2 separate regions of the Muntiacus reevesi genome follow, and region 2 is linked to region 1. The links are chromatin contacts, called in public Hi-C maps. All regions are on one chromosome and are shown on one strand. The core of a region is the stretch at or near the end of the contact, and the rest is flanking DNA. Distances in the headings are between cores, read along the strand shown.

The links. A called contact is a pair of places that touch in the nucleus more often than the background predicts.
Region 2: a contact with region 1 is called in a Hi-C map of muscle, with 4 times the contacts expected there. The contact joins the promoter of VAPA here to the promoter of PPP4R1 in region 1. A contact is called at or near these places in 2 of 3 Hi-C or Micro-C datasets (blood and muscle).

Annotation. Positions count from the first base shown.
Region 1 is chr4:39,795,137-39,802,316 of mMunRee1.1, reverse strand. PPP4R1 (protein phosphatase 4 regulatory subunit 1) reads left to right here and starts at 2,473. Exons shown (of 20, transcript XM_065932578.1): 1 at 2,473-2,578; 2 at 2,671-2,715. The coding sequence starts at 2,572.
Region 2 is chr4:39,974,095-39,980,651 of mMunRee1.1, reverse strand. VAPA (VAMP associated protein A) reads right to left here and starts at 3,104. Exons shown (of 6, transcript XM_065932586.1): 1 at 2,782-3,104. The coding sequence starts at 2,860.

The DNA of each region.
Region 1 (7,180 bases), core at 1,224-3,723:
CATGTGAATTCCCCCTGTTTTGCAGATTTTAGGGGCAGAGCAGGTGAAGGACGCAGACTCTGGGTTGTGCTCTGATCTCCATGCACACAGCTCGGCATCCACCGTCTACACTGTAAGTGCAGTTGGGGTAAGGCCATAGCACAACAATGACTGTTCTTTAAATGTCATTTACTATGAGGAGGAAGCAGAGCACCCTTTACAAATACTGGTGTAAAAACCATTTACTGTTATCTTTGAGCAAGGACTAGAGAGTGAGAGAAAAATCACATGTAAGAAACATGCTTGTGCTGACCCATGAATAAGAACGTCCTCAGTGAAATGTCTAAACACTGAGCTGCCTCCAGGGACCTGCTGTAATGTGGGATACAGGTAAGACAATAATCAAATGCACAGCTCCTGAACAATATGGATACAATTACACAGCCCCTCCTCCTTGGCTGCCTTCCCAGAGAAAGTAAGATAAAACTCACTGTGCAGCCTTGCTTACCCAAGGCAGAGTTTTAGTCGACCTATATAGCCCAGGCTAGCATTTGGTTGTTGTTCACTTGCTCAGTCGTGTCCAACTCTTTGCGGACATAGACTGCAGCACACCAGCTCCTCTGTCCTTCATTCTCTCTCTTGGAGTTTGCTCAAACTCATGTCTGTTGAGTCGGTGATGCCATCCAACCATCTCATCCTCTGTCATCCCCTTCTCCTGCCCTTAGTCTTTCTCAGCATCAGGGTATCTTCCAATGAGTCGGCTCTTCACATCAGGTAGCCAAAGTATTTGTAACATAACATCTGTTTTATCACCATCACTAAGTCTTACTCTACTGGGTGGATCGCCTAGATGGTCCCCTTCACCTCCATGTGTGTCTGGGGGCCAAAGCCTAGCTGGCACTGTAGATTCTGTGCTGCTGCAAGGAGACCCCCAGCTAGTGGAAAGACCCCAATGCCCTGCCCTCCTCTTTCCACCCAGGATTACTGAGGTACCATTAGCAGGGCAAAGCTCTCATGGACTGAGTCAAGTGACAGTTGTGAATTTCTAACTCCTTGTCACATTGAGAGTGAGTATCAGCTGAATTCACATACAAGTGTTCCGCAAGGAAGGAGAGAACGATGGTTGCCATTTGGCTTTTAAATTATTTTGTTACACTAGACACACACCTAGAGTTAGAGATGGTATTCCAGTTTTTCTCTCTCAGAAAATATTAATAACACATACTATGGAATACATGCTTCCCCAGGGGCTCAGACGGTAAAGAATCCACCTGCAATGCAGGAGACCTGGGTTTGATCCCTGGGTTGGGAAGATCCCCTGGAGAAGGGAAGGAGCAACCCACCCCAGGATTTTGACCTGGAGATTTCCATGGACAGAGGACCCTGGCAGGCTACAGTCCATAGGGTTGCAAAGAGTCCAGTCAGGACTGAGCGACTTTGACTTCACTTGATGAAATCCATATTGCAACCTATAACATCTGAGAGAGAAGTTATTTTGAATAGCTATATGGGACCCATTTTATTATCCATAATTATGTATTTCAGAGGCTCTGATTCTTTCACGGCATTAAATGTAATACAATGTCCTTGGTTAAGATCATCGTGCAGACCATTTGGAATTCTGTCTCCTCCCCGGAGGCCAGACCCCCAACGTGGCATCACTTACACACATCCCTGTGTAACGGTCATTCAGGGCATGACCATCCTGGAGGCCTTGGGGGACCAGGAGGTGGGCTTGAGTCCTGGACAGAGGCCAGTGGGCAGTGGGCCAGGGAACTGGGGCTGGGCCCCCACACCATACTGGGCGGTTGTGTGCATCCCTGAGCACTTGTGGAAAGACAGAAGTAACAGAACGCGTGCTGCAAATTTCAGCCAAGCGCCTCGAGTGCTACCACAATTATTTAAATTATTTACAGACAAAAGCTAAGGCGAGGCGCCGTTCCCCAGCACCTGCGGGACGCCCAGTACTCGGTGCTCGGTTCCTGTCGTTCTTCCTTAGTCCCAACGAGCCCGGGGGCGAGGTTCGTCGGTCCTCCTACTACCGGGCCGCACGCCCACCGCCGGGCCGGGGCCAGCGCGGGAGCCGGGCCGTCCCCGCGGCTTTGTTCGTCGTGCCCGGCGGCCGGCGCGGAGGCGGCGCTTCACGCCCGGAGGTGGCCCCGGCGCGCGGCCGAGCAGACGGGCGGGCAGGTGCCGGGACAGGGCCCCGCGGGCCGACGGGCGGCGCCAGTGACCCAACAAAGCGCACGGGAGGCCCCGCCCGGCCGAGCCCGGCACACGGCGCGGGGCCCCGGCGGCGGCGGCGGCGGCGGCGGCAGCAGCAGCGGCGCCTCGGACTCGGCTCACCGAGGGGCCAGCCGAGCCGAGAGCGCGCCGGCGGGCGGAGCGAGCGAAGCGGGAGGCGGAGCGGCGCTCAGGCGGGCGGGGCGGGCCGGGTCCGCCCGGCGTCCGGAGCCGCCCCCGGCCCGCCGCCCTCAGCCCGCCCCGCGCGTCCCCGCGGCACCGCCCCCCGCGCGCGTCCACCGGCCGCCGCGCGCGCCGCCCCTGGAGCCCCGGGTCCCCGGGCGACGGCGGAGGAGGGGGCGCCGCAAGATGGCGGGTACGGGCCCCGCGGCGGGCGGCGGGCGGGGACGCGAGGGCGCGGGGCGGCGGGCGGCGGGCTCACGGCCTTTCTTGTCTCCCTCGGCGCAGACCTGTCGCTGCTGCAGGAGGACCTGCCGGAGGACGCGGACGGATGTGAGTGCGGGCCGGGCGGGCGGGAGGCAGGGCGCGGGCGGCGGGGAGCCCAGGCCTCGGCGGCTCGGGGCGGCCGTTCGGGCGGAGCCGCGGCGGCGGAAGCGGGAGCGCGGCGGCTGGTCGGCGGGGCCGGGGCCGAGGCAGGCAGGGGTCGGGGCTCCGCCCGCCTCCCGGAGCCCCGCCGAGGCCGCCGGCCCGGGTCCGGGGTCCGGGCTGCGGGGTCCGGGGGGCCCGGATCCGCGGAGGCGGAAGGGGCGGCCCGGGCGGGACGGCCCCGCAAGCATCGACCGCCTTTCTTCGGCGCAAAGGCTGGCGGCTCGGCCGGGCCTTCCCGCGCCTCCACGCCTGGCTTCCTGGGGACCGTGAAGTTTCCGAGCGGAGGAGTCTTGTGCTTCAGGAAAAACAAAAAGTTTGACATTGTTCCCGGAGGAGCGTCGGGAAGGAGGCGTCCCGCTCGCGTGCTCTGCTCCGGGGTCGGAAGGGAGCTGGGAGGCGGCTCCGGCGGGGCCGGCGTACGGGGACGTGAGGGCTCCGGGAACAGTGCGGTGGTCTGGACCGCGTCGGGGGTCCCCCGGGGGTTGTACCTGGGCGTCGCTCCTCTAGGTGCCGGGAGCTGATCCCTAGCGTGGTCTCATGTGGTTTCCTTGCCCAAATTAAGCTCATTTTTAAAATTACTGGGTGTTCTGAGTGACGTGAGGGAAATTGACTCTTTATAAGGAGCTTTTAGAAAAAAATATTTCTAAGGTGAATGAACCATACGTAAACTCGTGTTTGGTGCAGTCTGGGTTTACGTTTTAGTTTTTCTTTTTCTTTTTTCTCAGTAAAAGGCTTTGTGAAGGCAGCAGTGCTCATGTAGTGTAGGCCGGCTCTCCCATCTCCTTTCGTGCTTGCTGTCCGCTGGACGCGCGCACCTGCCGATAAGTTTCAGGTGTCGGTTACTGCCGCTCTGGGGCCCCTGCGGGGTTAGCTTTGGAGAGGTTTGAAGAGTTGACTAAGGACTGTCCCCATGCAGGGCCTTCTCAGGCGTGTGTTTAGGTCCAAGGCTTTTTCTTGGTGGAAGACGCCCCTCTGCAGCAGGTGTCGAGGACTGTCTCATTCATTTACTGTCACTTGGGTGCCCCGGGCAATCAGAGTCTAAGAGATGAGCTGCAGTTTTCCCCTTCACCCTTAAGGAGCACAGTCTGGAAGGGGCAGCCCACCAATGTGGAACTCGGCCTGATTTCTTCAGGACCCTCCAGACGGCTGAGGGTAGAGCCGCCAGGGGCAGTCACCCTCCGGGCCTCTCTAGCGGTTCCCAAGCAGCTTTGATGACGTAAGTGTGACAGTGAGGTGTCTGGGCATCCCAGTACAGTCGTGGACACACCGGGCTTAGGAGCAGGACTGCTCAGTTCTAGTCTTGGAGTCCTCCGTTTGAGCAGACTCTGCCACTCACTTGAACTTCTCAGTGCCAAATGTGGTCATTTGTAAATAGGCGTAATTAATATTAGCTGCCCTAGAGAGCTGTTCAGAGCCTTTCATTAATTAATTCACATAAAACACTTAGAACAATACCTGGTAAATAGTGACCACTATGTGGTGGTGGTGTTATAAGGGAAACCGGAAAGAAAGTGCAGGGAGGGGATGCCGATGTTGAACATTACGCCACATAATTCACATATTTACAGGTGCTGCTAGTGCTCACAATTAACTTCTTTAAGATTCTGTTTGTTCCCTGTGTGTGTGTGTGTTTTATTGAAGTACGTTGATTTACAGTGCTGTCGAGTGTGTTTTAATTGAGGATAAAATGTTCGACCTTAGAAGTAGCTTATTTGCATCTAGTTTGGTGGAAGTCTTTGTTGGAATAATTGCTTATTTTTCTTAGTGGCTGCAGGTTCTACGGATGATGCCTTTATCCAGAATATTCAGGAACAAGCCATCTTGGAACCTACCTATGGCCAGTTAAAGGACCCCTCAGGGTCTGTTGTGAAGGGAGGAGGGTGGTGAGAGGGGAACCTAGCCATGAGGCCTTGGTCCAGGTTGAGATGGCTGGGGAGGAAATGGAGAGGCTCAGCATGTCCTGGACAGGGAGTGGACCAGAGACGTTGGGGTGGAGGAGAGGTGGGGTTGGGCTGCCTGCATGGCTGGACTGTGTCTCCAGGCCAGGTCTTCTGCCCTGGGCAATGCTGATGGGGGCTGTCTGGGGGCTTGCCCCTTCAGCTACACCAACGGCTGAGTCAGCTGCTTGAGCTCCAGATTCTTGGTGGCCTTTCCTAAATGCAGATCCTAGACTAAGACAGGAGAGAGTCAGTACTGTTGTACAAGTAATGAGCAGCTGGGGAGCCCGGGGAAGACCACAGGTGAGGTCCAGATCTTGAAAGAGGCCATCACCGGATCCTGAGATGAGAGTCTCAGGTTGTTCATTGATTTGTTTCATATTAAGCCTCTAACTCTCTATGTAGAATCAGTAGAAATGTGAGTAGGACAGGAAAGGGTTGGTCAGAGATGGACTTGACTGATACTCTTGGAGGAAAAAAAAACCCTGATGTGTGAAAAAGGGTGCCTTGTATGTACACTTCAAAGGGTCCTGTAGTAGGAGAAGTGAAGTCTCTTAGTTGTGTCTAACTCTTTCCAGCCCCATGAACTCTGGCCAGTCAGGCTCCTCTGTCCATGGTATTTTCCAGGCAAGAATACTGGAGTGGGTTGCCAGTTCTTTCTCCAGGGGATCGTCCCAATCCAGGGATCGAACCCGGGTCTCCTGCATTGCAGGCAGACTCCTTATCAGCGGTAAATAAATAACATCTTTGTACAGAACTATTAAGTTTAGGAGAATAGCCCACTGAAAAACTCAGTTTGCTTAAAAGTGATACTTCCAATACTTAACCATCTGATGAGGCCCACTTTGAATTTCAGAGAGAAAGCAGAGCGACTTCCAAGCTGGGTGAACCCTTCATGTTCCTGGGATGATGGGTTCCAGTGTGGAGTTACAGATAGACTCTCGGAGGAGGAGATTTTAAATTTCTGTCATCAGTTCTTCATAGACGCAGTTCTGGTGTACAATTAAGTTGCTAGATTTCTAGGATAGGTGAGATGGGACTTTAGATATAGTAGGATTTGATGAGTTAGTGTTTGTAAAAATAATTTCACTGGAGGAGTTTGATTAAAATTTAAATTTTGGTTCAAGTAATGTGTCGAAGAATATTATTCTAAAAGAAAGATGACGTTAGGTTAGTGGTTTCCAGTTGCTCTCATATGTGAGTTGTTCTTCCTAGGACCTGTAGACTCTGGTGTTCTGATATTAATAAATAAGTTAACTGATACGCATAGAGGCTAAATGATTCTCTCAGGGGACAAAACTCCTCTAAGTACCTGCCAGAATTTAAGCCAAACCTCCTGATTCTAATATAGAGTATTTTTGTATTAAAGACCATTTTTCCTTTAGATTCCTGAGTTTGCACCGTCGAGCGGCCCCAGTTAGTGTAGGCAGTTTGTCTGAACCTGTACTTAGAATAATACCCTTGAAGATGCATGTAGCATGCTGCCTAAGGTTTAATTTAACCTGGTAGGGAGGGGTGATTCGAATGAGGCTCATGCGTAATGCAGCTAATCTAGTCTTCATGTTAATTTCTCTCAGCTGTGACTAGCGTGCTGTGGACGGGCCTTGGAGCTGTGTTCTGGAATATGCCATAGCATGACTTTATCCTGTTGAAGTTTTGGAATCCTGTTGCCCAATGCTGTTTTTCCAGTTTGAAGCAGTGATAGAACCAGGACTGATGGGATGTAACTACCCTGCCTCACTCCTTTCAGAGCCTCTGTGCTGAAGGCTGCTTAGGGAGACTGGGATTGATAAGCTTCCTGGGAGTCACACCGCCTGGGGAAGTTCAGAGTGTGTGTCCCCGGGCAGCTGGCCAGTGGGCCACAAACCCCGAGGAAGGCATCCTTGAAAACCATAATGTTTAGAAGAGTTGTTAAATGGGGGTTTGGGAGAGTGAGTCATGAGACTTGTAGCATGTTTCGACTACTACCAACTGGACTGGACAGAAGTCTCTATTTGAAGATAATGTAGTTGGTGTCCTAGAAAAGGGGCTTAAACATGGGTTTAGTGGCACCCACATGTATATGGAATCAGTTAATGATGCCTTGGATCATGATCCCCGTTGTGGAATTTCTCGAAGAAAGAATCCTCTTGGGAGAGTCATCTTTGTTCTCTGTAACTACACATGTCGGCTGCTTGGGCTGGTAGCTGCAGGATTGGGGAACCCAGACAGTTGAACTCGGGGATTTCTGTTTGTTCTTCTGCCCATGCCCTGTTTCCTCCTCTCATCCAAACAAAGGTGTTGTATTTGTTTATTGAACTGTTGTTGCTTCACGACATCTGCCTTATATTTTGGAATTTTGGATTTCTCTGTCCTGATGACGGAGAATGTTTGCTGTCAGCTACATGATAGGGTGGTCAGTTCCTACCCTTGAATTGGGAAGTCGTTGGGCT
Region 2 (6,557 bases), core at 1,855-4,354, 180 kb before region 1:
GTACAAAGTGCCAATAATCCATAGTAAGATGACTTTATTATGCATGTAACAGAAAAACGCACCATACGATCTCAGAATAATTAAATGACTCATTCTTGGAGAAACTATCTTAATCAAATGTAAAGTTAAAATAATTCAAATAAATCTACCAGAAGATGACATTTTGCAAAAATATCTTTTAACAGACTTCTACTTCAACTAAAAACTACAGATGATTTAAAGTAGAGTTGAAAGATTTTTTTCACACCATCATCGAAATTAACATGAAGAGAACTGCTGATTCCAAATGAGTCTCCTCACTTAATGCTGAACTGGTCTTTGGAATACAGAGAGGTTTCCATCAACCTATTTACCTCTGACTAAAAGAATAACTTTTAAGAAGGAAGGAATCAAATGACACCAAATTTAGCCTCCCAATTCATCCTATCCTCTGCTTTCCCAATGTTCCCCATCCCCTACTCTTAAACAGAAGCACACAGCACACCCTGGGTATCTAAGCACAAGCCAATCTTTTCTCACATCAGGAAAGGTGCAAACCATTCCCATGACCTGCCCTCCCGATTCCCCATTTGAAAGCAAGCCAATAGTGGTGTTGGACAAGACTCCAGAGTCCCTTGGACTTCTAATAGATCAAACCAGTCAATCCTAAAGAAAATCAACCCTGAATATCCATTGGAAGGATTAATGTTGATGCTAAAGCTCCAATACCTTGGCCACCTGATGCGAAGAGCCAACTCATTGGAAAAGATCCTGATGCTGGGAAAAACTGAAGGCAAAAAGAAGGGGGTGGCAGAAGATGAGACGGTTAAATAGCATCACCCAACAATGGACATGAATCTAAGCAAATTCCAGGAGACAGTGCGGGACAGTGGAGCCTGCTGTGCTACAGTAGAGTCCATGGGGTCACAGGGTCGACCAGCACTTTGCGACTGAACAACTCCTACTGAACAAGTGGGGAGGAAGGAAGCAGAGCCTTCTTTCCTCATACTTGTTTTGCCTCTGTTACAGCATCTGCGTTCCTCTTCCGTCTGGGAGTTCAAGCACTAAGAAAAAACACGTTTTACCCCTTAAACTACAAACTAACTGTGGGTCTTTTCTCCACCTTGCTCAGGACTGAATCCCCAAATACAAGCTGATGTTTGTTGAATAAATTGTTGAATACTCTTCATCAAATACAGAGATGGTACAAAACTTTCAATAGTGTTTGCTAAGTAAATGGACCAGCTGAATATGTATCCCTATAAGCTTTTCCATGAAATTCTTTTTTAAAAAAAGTCAACTAATAAGTCCAAACTTCAATAGACTTTGTTAATTACTTTCACCCATAACACAAGAATCTGTTCTGTAATCATAGCTAGTAATTCTTCAATACCTAAAATAAACATCTGGCAAGTCTTTGGGTCGGGGTTTCGGTTGTTGCTTTAACTTGCCTCTCTGCTATTATTAGCCTCTTACTACGGAGACCGTAAAGACTCCAAGGAAGATTTAGCCGGTAAAAAAATTCACCTGCAATTCAGGAGACTTAAAGAGACTCAGATTCGACCCCTGGGTGGGGAAGATCCCCTGGAGAAGGAAATGACAACGCACACCAGTATTCCTGCCTAGAGAATCCCACGGACAGACGAGCCTGGCGTGCTACAGTCCATGGAGTCAGCAAAGAGGCGGAGACGACTGAGCCAGTAAGCATGTCATTGAAACACACCGACTTCTCTAAGAAGAAACTGTCCAACTCTGTGAATACTTCTTGACCTAAAACTAGTTTTAACGGCGTCCAAATCCCTCATGGCAACACACACAGATTAACAAGGAGAAAACTTCCTCTGTAAAATCAGCCTCCCCCAAAATAAGTGCAAAACACAAATTCTAAGAAAAACTACCTACCATAAAGGTTTACATTAAATTCTTCCGTTCTCAGACAACAGCTACAGAGTTAGGTATTACCTGAATTTTGGTATTCATTATTCCCCTAGGTGTTTTACTTCCCCCTTTCAGCGAAAACTATGTAAACTCAAGTTACACCCATAAACTTGCTACAGTAAAATGCACTTAAGAAGTCTCTTTGAATATTTCGTGGAGTCGTCTTAAAACCGAATCCTAACCTAACACGCGGCTCACTGAAATTTCCATTCAAAGAAATTCGCAAATGCACTGAAGAGCTTGCAAAATACAGGCTTTATACAACACTCCTCTCATAGAGACAGAATACAACCTCTTAAAGCTCCTAAAACTATTTAAAACGTGTTCTACGGAAACCAAGGTGTTTTCTTTCGCACTCCATTTCTTTCTGTTTGATTCTCTAAAACACTGGAGCGGCCTCAGTCCCAAGCCCGTGTGTTCGTGGGGCCCCGGGAATGAAGGACGAGTCACGGGCTCCGCGAGCTCTAGCGCCCGCAGCATCCCCAGTAAGAACCGCCCGAGTAGCTCCCGCGGCCCCTGGTCCCCGAGCAGGTGACGCCCCGCGCAGGTGTCGCCCGGCGCGGAGGACGTCCAGCCGCCTCCGGCCCGCTGACGCAAAGCCGGCCCGCGCCCGGCAGACAACCGCCCTGCCTGCCCCGCGTCCCCAGACCGCCGCCCACGCCCGGACCCCGCCCCGGCCCGCGGGCCAAGGACGAGGCCGCCGCCGCAGCGAGGCGCCCGCGGGCCGCAAGATGGCGGCGGGAGGGGCGCGCGCGCCCGCGCGGGCGGGGCCGGACCGGGCCGGGCGCGGGCGGCGGGGGAGGGGGCCCACCGGGCACGGCCGCCACCTCCCGCCCGCCGCTCCCGCAGGCCACCCCTGCCCACCTTTGAATTTGAGGTCTGTGGGCGGGTCGAGGACCAGGATCTGCTCGTGCTTCGCCATGGTCCCGGAGGCGGACGCCATCGGAGACAGCGCAGAGCGGGGGCGCGCCCGCGGCGGGTCGCTGGCTGCGGGCGGGGGGCGGCGGCGACGGCGGCGGCGGCGCGGGTCGGCCCGGCTAGACGCGGGGCCAGCGCTCGGCTCCCGAACCCGACACCCGCCGCTCTGTTGGCGACTCGCTGAACCGCTCGCCGGTCCGCAGCTCCGGGTCTCACAACTGACTCAACCCCACACCAGCCGCCGCGGCCACGCGCACTGCGATCCTCGGCGCCCCACGTGACGCCTCTGCGTGCTTACGTGCGCGCCCCGGCGGCCGCGAGGCCTCGCGCCCGGCCCGCCCTCCACGCCTCCAGGCGCGACCGGCTGCTGCGCCTGCGCACCCCTGGCCCGCCGCGCTCTGAGCCTTGCCCAGCTGTCAAGGGAGCGGGCGTGGACGGGGCGGAGCTTAGCTCCCTGGCACTGACGCGGCGCGCACCGCAGAGCGGGAGGGCGCAGTCCTCGGTCACGTTTAGCTGCAGTTACTAGACTGGAGTGGAAAACCCGTTATGGCAGCCCATCGCCATCTCCCAAGCGGGAATGCCAAATAGCAGAAGTAGGAGCGAACAGACACGTGGACTACAACTCCCAGCATGCTCCGCGCGGGGCGGGGTCTCCAGCCGGACCGGTCCTCCTGCGGCACTGCGTGGTGCTTGCTGGGAGTTGTAGTAGCGGCTGAGCGCGGGCGGGAAGGAGAAGGGTCGGTTGGAGGCTGGGGTGAGGTTTGCCAACACTTATTTTGGTTCCCAAAGGATGTCTCATATGCCCTGGAAAAAAGAAAAACAACTTTTGGAGACTGCCCCGAGGTTCCCCGGTTAGAAGTATAGAAGCTTCCCAGAGGAAAACATGCCAGGATCGGTCAGTTTGCTCCCTCCCTAATTCTATCCATCCCTCCGTCGGTACAGCTGTGGTTCTCCAGTTCAGGCTCTCTGGCTTCCCGAATTCTCTTCTGGGATGCAAAAGCCCTTGAGGAAACACACCTCCTCTAACGAGCAGACGCGTCGTTGGGGACCTGATGAGGCACGCATTATCAAACTGGAAATAAAAGTCAGAATCTACAGCGTTTGTTGCTGTCTCTTCCTCAGTTTTGATTGATAACGATGAGCCCAAACCAAAACGGTTGTCACGTTCACATGTTGGCAGCGAATTCCATCTGCAGCATTTAAGGTAGCCTGTAGTAAACTAAGCCGAAGGAGAAAAAATGCCAACAGCAGAGTTGCTGACCAGTCTTTAACGGATATCGCCAGGGTAGTCGGGGGCAGGAACATGAACCAAACGAGTGTGCTGTAAATCAACCGTCACGGTGCTGCTCGAATTCAAATCCCTGGGAAGCACCGCGAAACAGCGCTCAAATTGATGCTGCCGCGGTGGAGGCGGAGCCCAGTTGATCTAGAAAACAAACCAGACAAATGGGACAGTGGCCTAGCCGTGGACCCAGAGTCCACGTCCTCACTGCAGTCCAGGCATCGGAGCCCACTTGGGAACAGTTCTCTGGAGTAACTAGCCTAGCATGCGCACTAGGCTGTAGGCTGTGCCCAAGGAAAGCAGTGTACCTTCAGCAGAATGCCAGAGCTTAATTTGTTTGAAATGCGTGCGTCCTCAGTCCTGTCGACTCCCTGCGACCCCACGGACTGTAGCCCGCCAAGCCGCTCTATCCAGGGGATTCTCCAGGCAAGAATACTGGAGTGAGTTCCCATTTCCTTCTCCGGGGGGGGTCTTCTGGACCCAGGGATGAAAACTATGTCACCTGCCTAGGCAGGCAGATTTTTTATCACAGAGCCAGTTGTTTGAAAAGCATCTTCTAAATCTACCTATCCTTTGATTTTCTTCTATTCACAAAATTATTTTGAAATTTCAATTCTCTTTAAAGGAACATACAGAAAATCTGTTCAAGAGGCTTTAAGATTTAAAAACAAAATAGTTGAGGTTGACAATCTCCCCATGGTATGTGGTCCCATATATGTTTAGTCGTGAACTGATGACCCTTAAGCTTCACAAAGTCAAGTTCCTTTTCAGCTTGCTGCAGAAGTCAAATCCATGGGTAAGTCAGCCTGGCCGACTGGCCCCTCCATGACTAGGTGAACACTTGTCTCCCAGCAAGCTGACTGGGAACCCCAGGTAGCAGACCTAGCAGGCTGAGGGCTTTGCCAGTTTCCCTGCTGTGGGGCAGGTTGGCAAATTCACTGGGAGTTCAGGAGGAAGCCGGAAATGGCTATATTCCAGTTTCCACATCTGTGTTATTCAGAAACCTCTGCCTATTTCAGTCATCGCCTCTGCAATCAACTGATTTTCTCTTTGCAGTATAGCTTCAAAAATGGAATAGAGTCTAAACCCATAAGAATCTACATATCTGGTAGTCTAAGAATACATGGAACTTCTTTGGAAGAATTCTTCTATTACTATTTTAGAGCACCGCACTGTGAATGACTCAGAGTCCCCCTGAATCACCTACCCCTCATTCAACAGTGCACTGTTTAAGTGCTTTGTTTTTGTTTTTTATTTTTTTTTTGCCACACAGTGTGTGAGATCTTAGTTCCCTGACCAGAAATTGAATCACACCGCCTGCACTGGAAGCACATAGTCTTAACTACTGGACCACCAGAGAAGTCTTGTTTGTGCTTTGGTGTATTTTAATACCTTCCTTCTTACACTTCAAAGAACTTTACAAACATCACAGGCTACTCAGAACAACCTCATAACAGTTTGCAAGTGTTACTTTTGTTGTTAAATATGGAAATGAAAACATAGGTGACAGCCACCTCATGTCAGTTAATAGACCTAAACTGGAGGGGAGGAATTGCCCAGTTTTCTCTTCTGTGCATTTTCGCTCTTCCCAAAGCCACAATAAAATGACATTCGAAAGTGATTAAGGCAACAATTGTTTTAGGTGTAATCGACTTCTATTGTTTCTATATTGACACACAGCTTCCCAAAGATCCCTTAAGGTAATAACCAAAAATATACTCAAACATATTCTTTAACTCCCAAGTTTTCAGGTGTCCAAGAGGTACAAAGTCCTCGAATATTACTTCAGCCCACTTGAATCGTGAGTAATACTCACCTTTGTACAAATTATCTCTTAGGAGTTTGGTAAGAATTTAAAAAAAAACACCACCACCAATTTCCAGTACAAATGATAACAAAGTACAATTGTCTTCTCCATCTTTAAATATGTTAACCTTTACTATAGAGATGCTCTATAATTATGAATTTATGGACAATTCTCTGCATAATTTATTTCAGTAAACAGTTAAATGAGCATATCTTCAACAGATACTGAGGCAGTAAAGTGTATAGAGTACAGGCTGGGTTCAAGTACCATTGTCTGCTGTGTGGTCGTAGCAACTGACTTCACCTCTCTGTGCCCCTTCTACATTTGTAAGTTGGAAAGAATAACAAAAGCTCTATCCGAGGTTTTTCATGAGAATCATGAGTTAATACTTTATCAATGTTAAATTATTGCCTTGCCCAGCACGTGGTGGGTATTCAGGAGTGAGCCAGTAGACATGGCCTGTGCCCTTCCATCTGAAGAGACAAGCGTGAAATAGCTCCTTTGCAGCTAGGATTCTGGTCTTGGCATCAGTTCGACCAGTCAGTTAGGCTCCTGGGATATCTGAAAGTGAGATGGAGGCGAACTCTCCGCCCCGATCTGTTTTCTGGGGAGGCAGTGGGGAGACTTGACGCT